Regions from separate parts of the Sus scrofa genome. Here region 2 is linked to region 1. The links are chromatin contacts, called in public HiChIP or PLAC-seq maps. All regions are on one chromosome and are shown on one strand. The core of a region is the stretch at or near the end of the contact, and the rest is flanking DNA. Distances in the headings are between cores, read along the strand shown.

Region 1 (7,488 bases), core at 2,524-5,023:
AGTGGGTTAACGATCTGGCGTTGCCGTGAGCTGTGGTGTAGGTTGCAGACATGGCTCGGATCCCGCGTTCCTGTGGCTCTGGCGTAGGCCGGCGGCTACAGCTCCGATTCGACCCCTAGCCTGGGAACCTCCATATGCCTCGGGAGCGGCCCAAGAAATAGCAAAAAGACGAAAAAATAAAATAAAATAAAAAGCATTTGCTGTTCTTGACATTTGCCACCAGAGGGCAAGCCGCTGGACCCCTCTCACTGGGTGAGGCCAGGTTTCCAAGAGGTAAAACTGTAAAGTGGGAGGTAGGAACATACAAAATACCTGGAGGGTCTGTTCCCAAGGCTTCCCCAGCCTGTACAGCGGCAGGTGGGGCTCCTGGGTCCTGAGGCCCCGATCCTGACCTGTAGGCCACAGCCGTGCGCTCTGCAGAGATGATTTCGAGGATTCCAAACTTCTGCTTGGTGCCTTGTGGTTGTAGAGGAGGGGCAGGGGTAAGAGGAGCCCATGGAGCCCTGGTCAGCGCAGCTCTTGAGTGTGGGAGCCCTTTGGTGAGGAGGTGAGGCTGCAGAGGCCATGGGGCTACATTACTTTAGTTGGTGTATCTGAAACAAGTAAACCAAAATCATAGTGGCTTCACATGATAGAAGTTTGGTTCACATGCAGATAAAGTCTGAAACAGGTGTTCCCGGTGGGCAGGACTTCTGATGTCTTGTAGGATCACCATCTTCAAAAGGCACCACAGTGGGAAAGGGTGTGGCGGAGATGGCCCACCAAGCCCTAACCACACTGCTCAGCCCTCCCACAGCACTTCTGCTCGTGCCCCCTTTCCTAACACTGAGGGCTGGAAAATCTAGCTGGGCCTGGGCAGACAAACTAAAGGCGCCTCTCTCCCGGGAAGGTGGATGGCAAGACCCCATATCACCCATGTTACACCTACAGATACTGGTCCTAGCAGAGTATTGTTCTAGAACAATGTTTTCCAGGCGTGCTTGATTTTAAGAACCACAGAGGATGCTTATTTAAAATTGATCCTTGGATCCTTCGCATGGACACTCTGGTTTGGCCATCCGCTTGGGGGCCTGGAGTGGGCGCCTTTACCAAACCCTCCAGGGAGCCATGCTGCCCTAGCAAGTGTCTGCAGAGGGCGCCTCTACCCCCTGCCCCTAACCTCGGCGGGAGGCCAGGCCAGCCCTCTCTGTTCTTGTGGTGACTAGTGGAACTATAGGACTGGCTCCTGGGTATTGCCCAAGGGAGGCTGGTCCTGAGCCAGCCCTATAGTTCAGCCCTGGGAAGGGCGGCCTGTGTCATGGCCATGCCATGTAAGCCGCCCCTGACCTCCCAAGCCAGAGCACAGTGCTGCCCAGTCCCCATCCAGATTAAAAGGAAAATCCAGAGCAAAGCTACCTTTCCCTTATATGGGGTGGGGGGGCGGGGCGGGGAGGGGATTATTTGTATCTCTTTAGCAACACTGGAGGGCGGCATTGAGTCAGTGTTTCCAGTTTTCTTATCAGAAAATCAACTATTGATGTTATTCAGTCTTAAATTGTATGTGTGTATTCTTTATTGATTTGTCTTTCTGTTTTTGTCATGGCATACATGCCATGAATCATGGGGGAATGACACCATGGCTAGCACCTGGGGATGGCGAGGGTAGAGGAGTAAGGAGGAGGAGGTCCGGGAAAACTTGGGTGGGAGCAAGGCCCCCTGCATCCTAGAGTGGTGACTGGGGGCTCTCTGTCCCCAATGGTAGGGCTCTGGGCACCAAGGAAATCAGCCTGTGGGAAACCCTGTTTACTCCTTCAGGGCTAGGCAACTTCTGGCCACCAGCACAGGAGCAGGAGAGAGGCGCTCCAGGGCTGGAGACGGGCAAGGATGAGCCTGAAAGAGGGAGGCCCCTGCCCCACTGTCAGCTCCTAGCCCATTTCCCAATCTATAAAGTGGCCCAGCCCCACCTTCTTCTCAAGCTGGTGGGACAACAGCAGAGGCAAGAGCCCCCGGTGGAGGTCCCAACAGTGTCTGCTTGTCACACCTGGAGGTGCACTGGGTCCCTGCCCTGCACCCACTTCTACCATCACCAGCATTTGGGAGGGCGGGCCACTCAGGGCAGCGCTCAGGACAGCACCCACTTCTCTCTCCACCAGCCACTGGAAACAGGAAACAAGGCAGCTCCAGCAAACAAAGCAGCTGACCCAACCAAGCCCTGGGCTATGCTGCTCAGCTGGGACTTGAACCTCAGGAGGGGCCTACAGCCCCCACGAAAAGACTGCTGCTCAGAGGGCGGAAATGGGGCTGCCATATTTCTCCCTACCTCCCAACTGCGAGTCAACCCCATCACTAGGGAACTGATCTCAGCTGGCCCACTGCAACTCCAGAAGCCCCCAGTGGATCCTAGACAAACCTGTAAACACCAACCTCTGCCCCAGCCTTTCAGAGGTGGCCAGGATCCCCAGGGGCAGGGGTGGGTTGCAGTCAGGAGTGGTTTTGATGACTCTGTCCCTTGGTGCAGCGAGGGGCCCATCCTTGCCTTCTCTATCTCTTCCCTCCTCAGAAGGCTCATTGGCTGGCCTCTTTGCCTGAGCTTCCTCAGCCTGCTGTTTACCTTATCACCACCTGACAGCAGGAAGTGTATGTCACCTGTGTACTCTGTCCCCGCCTCCCACCCCCAATACAGGAGGTGAGCTCCCTATGACAAAGGGGTATGGGATGTGGGGGTCCCACACTGTCACAGACTTGCTGAATGAACTCACAAATGAGCAGGGGGGTAGGCAGCCCTCACTCTCTGGGAGGAGATGGGAGGGCCTCGCCCTAAAGCCGCACCCCCACCCCAGGTGAACTAGAAGCAGCAGAAGCAATAATACCGTTTCTTTGTCTGCCGCCAGAGGTGGGTATTTCCGGTCTGACAGACCCAAGTTGAGGACAGGTAGTGTGTCCAACTGCTTTTCAGAATCCACAAAAAGTAGGACATTTTAAAAACTATTAGTAGCAGTTTTAAAATATTACCACCTTGGAGTTCCTGGCTCAGTGGTTAATGAACCCGACTAGTATCTGTGAGGACGTGGGTTCTATCCTTGGCCTTGTTCCCTGGGTTAAGGATCTGGCATTAAGGTGAGCTCTGGTGTAGGCCAGCGAGCTGCAGCTCCGTTTTGAGCCCTAGCCTGGGAACCTCCATATGCTGCGGCCCTAAAAAGACAAAAGAATAAAAATAAAATATGTGGCCCTAAAGCTCCCGCTGGCCCAGATGTCCCCTGTACACCTCCATTCCGTTTCCTTAATCACGGAGCCTCCTGGTCTTGGGGCCCATTTCCTGCCCTTTCTCGGGGCTGCGGGAGCACTGACCTCCGTCCTGGCCGGTGGACCACCTGGCACTGGCCTCCCTCTTTTGCGTTCAGCCGTAATCCCCCTGACGGATTCGGAGCACAAGCTGCTGCCTCTGCACTTTGCTGTGGACCCCGGCAAGGACTGGGAATGGGGGAAAGACGACAACGATAACGCCAGGCTGGCACAGTAAGACCCTACCCCTGTGTCCCCCTCCCCCACGCCCTACGGAGCGGGCTGTCGCTGGGCTCCCCGGGGAGGGGCTGGGCGCAGCGCCCCGGCTCCTCTGGAGACGGTCGGCGGGCGGGGCGAGCCGGGACGCGTCTCATTTGGTGTTCCTCTCTCTAGCCTGATCCTGTCGCTGGAAGCCAAGCTAAACCTTCTGCATAGCTACATGAATGTGACGTGGATCCGGATCCCCTCGGAGACCCGGGTAAGCTAGGCGTGCGACGGGAAGAAGCGGCAGGCGGGGCGGCGGCTGCTCATTCTGCTCCGGCAGGAAGGCGGGGGTGCATCCTCCCCAACGCTGACCGCCCAGGTTCCGACTGGAACGCGCGCCTGTCTGCGCGTGCGCCTGCGTGTCTGGCCATAGCAGCGCTCAGGCTAGGTTGTGTGTCTGTGTGTGTGTTTTATTTTTTTGAGGTCCCCTTATCTTCGACAGAAGGAGCGGAATAAACACGCCCACTCAGAAAACAAACCGTAGGCAAGTCGCAACACAAAACTCTGCCCAGCTCGGAACACGATGTGCTGCCACGGAGCGGAATTAATTATAAAAGTGTGTGGGTCCTCGGAAAAGGCAGAGAACCGAGGGCGCGATTCCTTGGCACCCCCCCCTTCCCCTCACTTTCCCTCCCCTCCGAAAAGGCGGTGACAAGGGGGGCTGCCTGCCCCACTTGGCCCCCTCCCCCAGGGAGAACCCATGCTGTCCTCGCCTCCAGATACTAAGACGGATTCGCTTTAAGTATCTGATATTTTTGTGGTCTCAGTGATGGTCTCCCCAAAAGAGATGTTTAAAAGAAAAGCTTATAAGTGAATTTATTCTCCCTAGACATTAGTTTATGTAGCCATAAAGTGGAGCTTATAATTAATATTTTATAAGTGACAGGAGAAGAGCAAATAGGGCAGTGCCCGGCACAATCAGTACCCAGGACAAGCCGGCACCACTCAGAGTGCTTTCATACTTCAGCCTTTACCTGTATTTAATCTTCACTGGGCTCCCTGAGGCAGGTACCGATACCCCTCTTACTAATGGCACAAGTGACAGCTGGTGGCAGTCTGGCTTCGGAGTCCTGCCTCATCTCCACATTGACCTGCCTGTCAATTACTCTGGACGTCCTTGTTTAGCCCTTATGAGGGCTGTGAAGGCAGCAACTCGAGATCTAGAATCAGGAGACTCGGTTGGGACAGGGACAGTGGGGCTGGAGGCAACACAGCGGGGAGGGAGGGATCTGCCTCCATCAGTCCGCTTGGGGACTGCTGATTTCTAACCTCATCCCTTACCTGCCCGCCCCCTCCACAGGCCCCTCTAGCACAGCCGGAGTCCCCGACCGCCTCGGCGGGGGAGGACGTGCAGTCCTTGGCCGATTCACTCGATTCAGACCGCGACTCGGTGTGCAGCAACTCCAACAGCAACAACGGCAAGAACGGCAAGGACAAGGAGAAGGAGAAACAGCGCAAGGACAAGGACAAGACACGAGCGGATTCTGTGGCCAATAAGCTAGGCAGCTTCAGCAAGACGCTGGGTATCAAGCTGAAGAAAAACATGGGCGGCCTGGGCGGCCTGGTGCACGGCAAGATGAGCCGCGCCAACTCCGCCAATGGCAAGCACGGAGACGCGCCTGAGCGCGGCAAGGAGAAGAAGGCCAAGTCGCGCAAGGGCAGCAAGGAGGAGTCCGGCGCCTCGGCTAGCACGTCTCCCTCGGAGAAGACCACGCCGTCGCCCACGGACAGGGCGGCCGGAGCGTCGCCGGCTGACAAGGGAAGTGGACCCCGCGGTGACGCCTGGAAGTACAGCACGGACGTGAAGCTGAGCCTCAACATCCTACGCGCCGCCATGCAGGGCGAGCGCAAGTTCATCTTCGCCGGCCTGCTGCTCACCAGCCACCGGCACCAGTTCCACGAAGAGATGATCGGCTACTACCTGACCAGCGCGCAGGAGCGCTTCAGCGCCGAGCAGGAGCAGCGGCGCCGCGACGCCGCCGCCGCAGCCGCCTCCGCGGCCAAGCGACCGCCGCGCAGGCCGGAGGCGGAAGGCACGCCGGGCCCCGAGCGCGCATCACCCGGCCCGCCGGCCGGGCCGCCCACGCAGTTGGTGCTCAAGCTCAAGGAGCGCCCGAGCCCCGGGCCGGCGGCAGGCACGCGGGCGGCGCGGGCAGCAGCAGGCGGCGCGGCCTCTCCGGGCCCCGGAGGCGGGGGCGCGCGGCGCGTGGGCGCCAGCGGACCGGTTCCCGGCCGCAGTCCGCCTGCGCCGCCTGCGCGCCAGAGTGTTATCCATGTGCAGACGGCGGGCGCGCGGGACGAGGCATGCGCCCCAGCCGTGGGCGCGCTGCGGCCTTGCGCCACATACCCGCAGCAGAACCGCTCGCTGTCGTCGCAGAGCTACAGCCCGGCGCGCGCCGCCGCCCTACGCACCGTCAACACGGTAGAGTCGCTGGCGCGCGCCGTCCCAGGGGCCCTGCCCGGCGCGGCGGGGGCGGTGAGCGCGACCGAGCACAAGTCGCAGACCTACACCAACGGCTTCGGCGCGGCGCGCGAAGGCCTGGAGTTCGCCGACGCCGACGCCGACGCACCGGCCGCGCGCTCGAACGGTGAGTGCGGCCGCGGCGGCCCGGGCGCGGGGCCAGCGCAGCGACGCTGCCAGCGCGAGAACTGCGCGTTCTATGGTCGCGCCGAGACCGAACACTTCTGTTCGTGCTGCTACCGCGAGGAGCTGCGGCGGCGGCGCGAGGCGCGCGCGGCCCGGCCCTGAGCGCGCGCCCGCGGCCCCGCCGCCCAGGATGGCTTCTCCACGCTGTCGGTGTCTCTTTCCGAGCCCTGGTCCACCGGAAGGCCGGAGATCCTCTGTCCGTGCTGTGTACGTGTTTGGTCAAACGTTCCTAATGGTGCCTGAACCTACACTGACGCCACTCAGGTAGTAGACGGATAGGAAACAAGTCATACTGTTGGAAGTGGGTGTGCTAGCTAGCATCTGCCTCGTACCTGTGGAAACTCAATAGCCATTGCAAGAGTATTTTTGTTCCTCAATAAGAGAAATAAAGAAATTTGCAGCCCTTTGTTTTTAGAAGGGAGTGTTTTACATGCCTTTTTTTTTTTTTTTGGCTTTTTTTTTTTGGCTTTTTTTGGGTTTTTTTGTTTTTTTGGTTTTTGTTTTTTTCCTAACCCAGCGACTGACCTCTTCCATGTAGCGGTCACCTGCGTGCGATCGGTGCCACCCAGGGTTTAGAAGCGAGCGCGAGGCCCAGGGACCGCGCTGGCGGCTCCGCCTGTGGGCTCATGCCCGCTGACGCCCTGGTGGCCCCTGTGGCCCTTTGGGAATACGCGGCTCCATCTCATAAGCAAAACCTTCTCCCACAGCCCCCGGCCCGAGCGACATTCACACTGCCATCAAAGCCGCGGGCGTCCGTAGGATGGCACCGGACAACCTACCTCGCAAGACGCTGTGAGGTGTAGCTATATATCCCGGTGCCGGGCAGCTCAGGTGACAGGAGCTTTCCAAAGACACCTTGGGTCCCCAAAGCAAGGTTCTGAACTCACTATTTGGAGTTGCCCTTATATGAGCAAAGATGACAGTCTGCTCACTTTTCTCCTTTGAAGACACTTCCACAGTGAACTGTCGCTGGAGAGCCCCTAGGAAGCAACCATCGGTGGGCCAGGAGAGAGGCGAGGAGTTGACCCTATGGTCACTGTGTAAGCCCCCGCTAGGCCGCTCTGAAACCCGGCCTGCGCCTCTCTCCAGAGGGAAGGGGCTGAGAGCAGCGGGGAAGGAAGCCCACCCCCTGTCTCCACTCGAATCTGTGTGGGATTAGCCAGTGAAGGGGCACCGCTCCCATCGGGGTCCCCTCAGCAAGGTGGAGGTAACTCAGACTGTGGCTCCATAATACATTAGGGGCAGCCCCACCCCTGAGCGGTCCCTATTTTGGTGCCTCTTTACATTTCTTGAGGAAAAAAAAAAATGTGTCCTTA
Region 2 (7,488 bases), core at 3,247-5,746, 100 kb after region 1:
ATATAGCTTCACTTGTTCGGGAGAAAAGTTAAATGCTGGAGAAAGTGTTTTCTGAGGTTCCTTAGATGCAAGAGGGGTTAGGAGCACTGGATCACACCACAGTCACCTTTGCCAACCAGACACTCCACAGCCCATTTTGAGGACAAACATGTAGGAGCTGCCTGGTGACTGTGGCAGAGAGAGCTAAGTGCCCACTGGCCAGGTCTTCTTTTTATAGAGAAGACAGCTTTAGCTTTTGCAACAGCAATACACCAGCAGAAAACACTTCCTTCTCGACTCCCTGGCAACTAGGATTGGCTTTGAGAACTGATTCTGGGCAATGAGTTCTGGATAAGCCCCTGGATCCATTTTCATTATAGAGAGAGCTATATCTCCTCAGCTTTTCATGCTTGCCTGAAATATGCCCTCCCCACTTAAAGTATGATCTCTCTGCCTGCACTGAGTCCTTCTTGCCTCAAGTATGTCCTTCCTACTTAGAGTGTGACCTCCCCTATCTGGAGTGAGTTCCAGTGTTGCAGGACCAGCAGCCGTCATGCAATCACCAGCTTCAGGGTTAGCTCTCTTCTATTCTTGAACAACTGTAGTCTTGTTTGCCCTAAGGTACTGCTGGCTGGAGCTTTAGCCGTTCTTCCTGAATAACACCGCTAGATGAAAGGAGGGCCTTGGCTGATAGTGCTGGACAACACAGTGTGAGGCGGCCAGGGGAAGGTGTTTCCCTGCCACCAAGGGGCGTCCTCACTGTACCCTCTCAATTCTCCCCAGACCTCCCTGCCAGAGAGGAACTCTGGATAAAGATGGCAGGTATCTGCCTTCCAGTCCCCACATCCCTCTAAAATGAAAGAAAAGAAATATTAAAGGACATAGGAGGAGGGAAAGAAGATAACAATAATAATTAGGAAGCTGGAAATTAGAAAGCAGACAGAAAAGCAAAGAAGTAACTACATTTACTCTGTGCACTGTGCCCCGCCCCGCCCTCCCTGCCAGAGACTTATGAGCCCCCAAAAGTGGAGGATACAGGGGGGCTGGAGGAGGGGTCATCAACGTTAGTGAAAGATGCAGTGGACACACCACGGTCCTCTCTGTGCCTCACACGCAGCTGCCTGCCTTTCTGGCACCTGCCAAAGACCACCTGACTGTCTGAGGTCAGTGGAGGTTGGGACTCTGGCTTGGAGACCTCAGACACAGCTCAGGCCAGAGTGGCCTCCTGAACAGGGGCCTGAGGAACAGTTCACCTGCTCTGTGCTGACACCCACAGCCTCACCACCTGCCCTCCCAGGGCTGCAGCCAGGGTACACCACCAGGCAGGGCCGGACCCCCAGGCAGCTCCCAGCCTCTGGGCCTCGCTTCAAGATATCACCGACCATCAGACATTTGAGAAGAGCCTCTGACTGGAGGTGGGCCAGAGATCCACACTGGCAAGCAGGAAAGGCAACCTGGGGACACAGAGGTGGGGAGAAGGAAGTTCCTGAGCTGTTACTCATGCTCAGAGCTAAGAGAGTACCTACGAAGCAAGAGCAGAATGCTCTTTTAAAAAGGAGACCCAGGGAGTTTCCACTGTGGCTCAGTGGGTTAAAAACCCGACTAGTATCCATGAGGATGCAAGTTTGATTCCTGGCCTCATTCAGTGGGTTAAGGATCCTACGTTGCTGTGGCTGTGGTGTAGGCAGCTACAGCTCTGATTTGAGCCCTAGTCTGGGAACTTCCATATGCCACGGGTGCGGTCCTATGAAGCCAAAAAAGAAAGAAAGAAAGAAAGAAAAAATAAGGAGACCCAGACACATGAGTCTGAAAGCAAGGACACAGCACAGTGATGTGGCAGAGATTAAAATCCCCACCCCAGGGTTGCAAGAAAACATTGAGCAAGTCCCACAGAACAAAAGCAAAAGAACAATAAATGGATGACAGGAAGACAAAGGTAGGAAAAGGGAAGGGGCAGCCTAACAATTCCGAGTCCAGGTTAATGGAGCCCCGAGGACACAGGTGGGCGGTCATCCAAGATGGCCATGCTCAGGACAGAGCCTAGGCCAGGCATCTCTGCCCCAACCAACTCACAGCCTTGCTAGAGTCCCACACTCACTGGAAGGCCCTCGAAGAACAGAGCACAAAGGTACTTAATATCAAGAGTCAAAAGAGTCATGGTGACACCTCAGCCTTCTCAGCATCCCTAGCAGGGGCCCAGGATGGTGCGGCCAAGCCCTGTGGGCAAACCCAGAGGCCAGGGACCAGACACCTGGCCTAACACAAATCAAGTGCAAGGCCAGGAGCCACATGCTCCAGGCTCCTGCGCCTCTTTTAGGCTCTACACAAAAGCAGAGGTGTGGTTCAGGAAAACAGAGCCTGAACACTAGGGAAGGGTCCTGGGACAGCAGTGACAATCAGTCCAGGGCCCTGAGATGTCTGGAGAGGAGGCAGAGCCATATGACCAGGGGTGAAGGGACAAGGCAGTGACAATGGCACTGAGAAAACCAAGCAAAAAGGACAACTATTAATTTGAAGGAAAAGGAGCATATGAAACCTGGGTCACCTGCAACCTGCGTTTACTTACTCCTAACTGGCTCTGAATATGATGCTGACCTAATCCAAAATGTCTTATCTTGGGCTGCAGTGCAGGATGGGGGTGCCAGGGTGTACTTCACCACCATCCCAGGAAGTCAGCAGACAATGCCCCAAACTGTGACCTGCAGAGAGACTTTTGAGCGTGCGCTAGGCAGCTGCCACCAAAGAGGCCACTGAAGACACTAGCACTGCTACCTCCGGGACAGAAACATAACCTGGTGCCCGTTCATCATAACAACTGTGTGGGCCTTGGGCAATGGGCACTGCCACCCGCACTGCTCCGATTCACGTTTAAAATAATCTACAGAGCAGGACAGCTCTAACATTCTCAGCAGCCTAGGCTTTTCTTAGAGAATCACTTTGCTGATTCAGACTAAGGGCATCACCCTCTTCAGAAGCCATGGAGGGTACAGACCAGCCGAGGCCGAGGTGAGAGGACACAGCACGTGTTTGCTCCTCCCTGCCCGCCCATATCATCCTGAGAGTACTTTCCATTGTTTTTGTTGGTGGTGCTTCTGATTCCATAAAAATTCATGTCCAGAGAGGCTCAGCGCTGACAGAGTGGCTGTGTCCTGGATGCTGCCTTCTCCCTGCAATGTGGTTTGGACTGGAAGAGAAGGGGCAGGAAGCGGGACCCAGCCCATTTCCCAACTACGTCATCGTCTAGGGGCTTCAGGCTTTGGTTTTCCTTATTACATGTTACTCAGTGTTACTCTAGCATGAGACACGCTGGGCTCTGATTTCTGAATGTGCGGCCCTGATATACCAATGGATGAAATGATACGTCTGGCCTCCCCTGCAAACAACCAAGGGCAGCGGGGCTAAAGCAGGCCCTGCTCCCCGAAACTTCTCTCTCTTCTCCAGTAGGCCTGGCCTGGAGGCCACTTTGTTCACTGGACTTCATCCCTCCTCTGGTCCCTGAGGTCCACCCTCCTGGGCCCTGGACAGACCATCACAGCATGTCCCCAAGGTGCTGGGCGGAGACTGGGCCTGGCCACGCCAAGTGTCACGTCTGACCCCAGTCTGCAAGTCCCCTTGGCTCTGGAGGCTGGGAGCTCTAGGGAAGTTCCTGCCTCCAGGGGTCTCTGGGTGACGCAGGGCTGTGGGAGGGGTGGGTCCCAGAAGCAGCCTGGTTTCTGTTTAAAAGGAGAAATAGACTCAGAAGAGTCCTTCTTCTGTCCTGCACATTCAGGCCGTGGGGGTGCAGGGTCCTCCTCAAGAGGGCCTGGGGTCCCCATTGTAGGCCCCAGGCCGCCTCTGCTCCCTGCCAGATCGCTGCTGTGGGAACTCTGGCCGCAGACACCTCGGGCCCCCCCTTCCCGGTGCTATTCTTGGTGTGTGTCTCCCTTTGGGGGAGGATAAGGGTGGAAATGATGGGAAGCTAAAATTAGCAAACGGCAAACAATTGAGGCCAGGAATCTGAGGTCAGCTGAGGATAACCGTTTGTTTTCTGTGGCCCTGGGGTGGTTTGAGCAATAAAGGGAATTGAAAATGAAAACAAATCTGGAAGCAGCCCAACCCCTGCCGGGACCAGGCCAGACACTGGCTAGCCAGGCCAGCCGGGGGTGGGCGGGCCAGATGGCAGGGACTCTGCCCAGCCCAGCCCAGCCCCTCCCAGGGCTCCCCTCCTCCCTCCCACGGGTACTTCCTGCTGCTTCCTCTGGGCGGGCCTTCTCTTCTACAGCCAGAAGAGCACCCTTTGCGGCCACGGGTTCCCTGGGCACTAGCCTGGCTCTGACTTTTCCAGTGAGCACGGGCAAAGTGACTGTAAAACCCCCCTTGTAACCAAGGCTACGGGCCCCTGCTTAGGTTCCATTTGCCTTTTCACTGGAGTCAGTAAAACTGCCTGGAGACAGCCCAGGAAATCTGGGTGGGCTGGGTTACACAGTTCAACCAGGCAGAGGCCCTGACCACAGCTAGGCGTGGTGGGAGGCAGACGCCTTGACCTGACTGCCCCCAGGGGGCCGCCTGCAGACTGACAAGGGGAGGGTGGCCCAGAGCTGCCCTCCCTGAAGAACTGCAAACGGCTGCCCTAGAGGTGGCGCCCAGTGGTCCTGGGGAGCCACTGGAAACAAGGCCCTCCCTCACTTTACTAAAGCACCCAGGGGCCTGGAACACAGAGGCCACGGAGAGGCCAAGGCCAGAGGGTGGCGCTCCCGTCCCCGAGACAAAGCAATTGCCGGAGCCGGTCCAGGGGACAGCCAGGATCTGGAGGGCCAGAATCTGGAGCCACCATCATGTATGCCCTCATCTCAGTCATGAAAGCTGCCACAGGACGTGTGCCCGACCCACATTCAACCGGTATGGGCCTCAGAAGTACTAACATTTCCAGAAGCTCTGACCAAGGCCCAGTCAGATGCCATGCTGGCCACCAGGCCTATGCACTCAGAGCAGGGAATCAGGGGACCTTGAAAGGCGGAATGGTGGTGCCCAGGCGGAGGGCCCCTGCTGACACCAGCACTAAGAAGAGATGGAAAGCCCCGCCCAGGCATGGTCTGAACCCCCAAAACAGACAAGTTTCCAGGGCTACCTTCCTAGGCCCAGGAGATCTTGGCATCTGAGGCCAGACCACATGCCTTCTAGCCCTGAGGGTCCAGAGGTGGGGTGCACAATAGGGCAGTCTGAGGATCTTGGGGCAAAGAGGGGGTCTGGGGCTTTGGTGAGGTGAACTCTTCCAACCAGCCAATCCTGCTCACCGCAGAGCCTGTGGTCATCTGGAGAGCACCCTTTCTATCAGGGTGCTGGGCCAGATGCTCTCCTGCACTGCTGGTAGGTATCAGACTCATTCTTTCTAGAAGGCAATCTGCCCCTAAATACACATTCCCTTGCAATACAGAATGTGACAGTGTGAGAGAGCAGAAATAAAATGACTTGTGCAGAACACTCCCAAGTTTTACATTAAAATTCACAGAGGCAGGAGTTCCTTGGTGGCTCAGCAGGTTAAGGATACAGTGTTGTCACTGCTATGGCACAAGTTCGATCCCTGGCCTGGGAACTTCTGCATGCTTCGGGTGAGGCCAAAAAATAAAAAAATACACACAGGCAAACGTGTTAACAGTAGTGACTTGTGAGGGTGGGATTAAAGTGAAGAACTGCAAACGGCTGCCCTTGGCTTTTCCTCCTTGTTAGATCCTTTATCTCACTGCATGGGGCTGTAGAATGAACCTACATCCTGGTGATACAGAGATGCTGCCGATCCCGCTGTGCCACAGTGGGAACTCCTCAACTTTTACAATCAGAAATAAAAACAAATGCAACAGGAGTTCCCTGGTGACCTAGAGGTTAAGGATCGGCATTATCACTGCTGTGGTTCGGGTTTGATCCCTGGCCTGGCAGCTTCTACATGCAGTGGGTGTGGCCAGAAAAAAAGAACTAACAAATGCAACAGATTCAAATCACAGTCTTCCAGTAAAGCAACTTCTCATGAGAAACAGGAACACACACTCATATCTAACTGGTCCCAGAGCAACAAAAGCTAGTCAGAATATGGGCGGGGCACACATTTTCCAACCGTTGACTGGACCCAACTTAGGAGCAACCATGGGGTCCAGGGATGGCAGATTCAGGTCATCTGAAGAGGCACATCTACCTCTTGGACGTCTACCAATGTTCCCCACTGGTGCTTCTACTCGCAGCATCATGATCATGTTCCTATAGAAAGGCCACTCAAAGCTAGGCTCCTCACATATTCAAAACTGCTGCAGCCCCACAAGCACCCTGAGATGCCTGCTGTAGGTCATCTCAGAGCCTGATGGGCCTCGCCTCCTTCGCTGGCCCCAGCCACCCCACGGCCCTCCTAGAGGGCTGTACCCATACCAAAGCCACCCTGCAGACCCTTTGAAGTCAGCTTAGAGGCTTCCTTGCATGCTCAACCACTTTCTCTAAAGACAAGTGGCTAAGAAAGGTGCAAAGCATCAGCCCTGGGTCTCACTTCTTTTACATCACACCCTGGGGACATAGCTCCTTACACCCCAAAGTTTAAACATTTATGAAGACAGAACCCAAGTGGCACGCCCTGCATGGAAGCTCACATTCATCCCCCGATATCTGTAGTGAGATGAAGCTCACAGATGTCTCCATGCTGTTGAGGCTTAGGTTCTGAACAGTGGGCCTGTATGACCCCTGGGATAATCCTCTCCCATACCAGGACCCCTCAATCCCTGTGCCCACTCCCCAAACCATGACCTGGGCAGACCTTTCCCCTTCCAGGCCTGTAACTTGCATACTGGCTTCAAAATAAAGTCCTCAGGCCAGACCCCTCTCCAGGCTCCGGGAGCTCTGGGGAAACCTCTGAAAGGCCTTGCTTGGTGGAGAAGAGCCACGTCACCCAGCCACAAGTTCCGCAAGAGCTTCTCCCAGGACTTGGCGGCTTCTCTGAGCACTTCTGGTTCAGCCAAGGACACGTGGCCGACCACTGGTTCTGCTGTCCAGCTTTAGGGAGTTTCAGGGATGCCAGGCCTTGTCTGCTTTTGTTAATTCACACCCAACCCCACAGTTGCAGGAGGGGTGTCCTCCCGGCTCAGGAGAGAAGCTCCCTGCTCCTGACCCCTGTCCTCCTGGTGGAGCCCTGGCCTGGACCACACCCACCCTTCTGGGGCGGGGGAGGGAGGGGTGCTGGGCACCCATTTCCTCCTCAGCTATCCACTAGGCAGCGCCACATGCTCATGCAGAAAGAGGCCTGTGCAAGCATCAGAGGAGAGGTGGCAGAACAGAGGCTGGCAGAGCTCACACCAGCCAGGGCCTGGAGCCTGAGGTCCAGGATGGGGCACAGCACAAGGCAAGAAAGCCCTCAATGCCTGGCCCCCTGGATGACAGCCACTCAACTGACCAGAGGGCTGCTACTCTCACTGTAGCCCCCGGGGGCATATGCTTCCCACGTGGGCCGGGCAGACTCTGGGAACACACGCCTGAATCAGGACTGCACCCAGCGGG

Evidence for each region. HiChIP or PLAC-seq counts read pairs in DNA pulled down with a chosen protein or histone mark.
Region 2: a contact with region 1 is called in an H3K27ac HiChIP or PLAC-seq map of skeletal muscle. The contact joins two enhancer-like sites. A contact is called at or near these places in 1 of 5 promoter capture datasets (liver), 9 of 47 Hi-C or Micro-C datasets (embryonic fibroblasts, fetal skeletal muscle, heart right ventricle and 3 more) and 1 of 2 datasets of contacts at active chromatin or transcription factors (skeletal muscle).

The regions. Positions count from the first base shown.
Region 1 is chr1:143,411,963-143,419,450 of Sscrofa11.1, forward strand. It overlaps OTUD7A (OTU domain-containing protein 7A), which reads left to right. Exons shown (of 15, transcript XM_021098720.1): 13 at 3,381-3,495; 14 at 3,655-3,739; 15 at 4,826-7,488. The coding sequence ends at 6,274. Among named protein-coding and RNA genes, the nearest start is that of KLF13, 120 kb to the right of the region's middle. Within about 2 kb of position 3,774, at least 41 of the 83 cell types and tissues checked have an H3K27ac peak or open chromatin away from gene starts, as enhancers often do. A contact at or near this core is called in liver, skeletal muscle and subcutaneous adipose tissue, where this site is marked.
Region 2 is chr1:143,515,020-143,522,507 of Sscrofa11.1, forward strand. All of the region lies in intron 1 of KLF13 (Kruppel like factor 13), which reads right to left. Among named protein-coding and RNA genes, the nearest start is that of KLF13, 21 kb to the right of the region's middle. Within about 2 kb of position 4,497, at least 55 of the 83 cell types and tissues checked have an H3K27ac peak or open chromatin away from gene starts, as enhancers often do. A contact at or near this core is called in liver, skeletal muscle and subcutaneous adipose tissue, where this site is marked.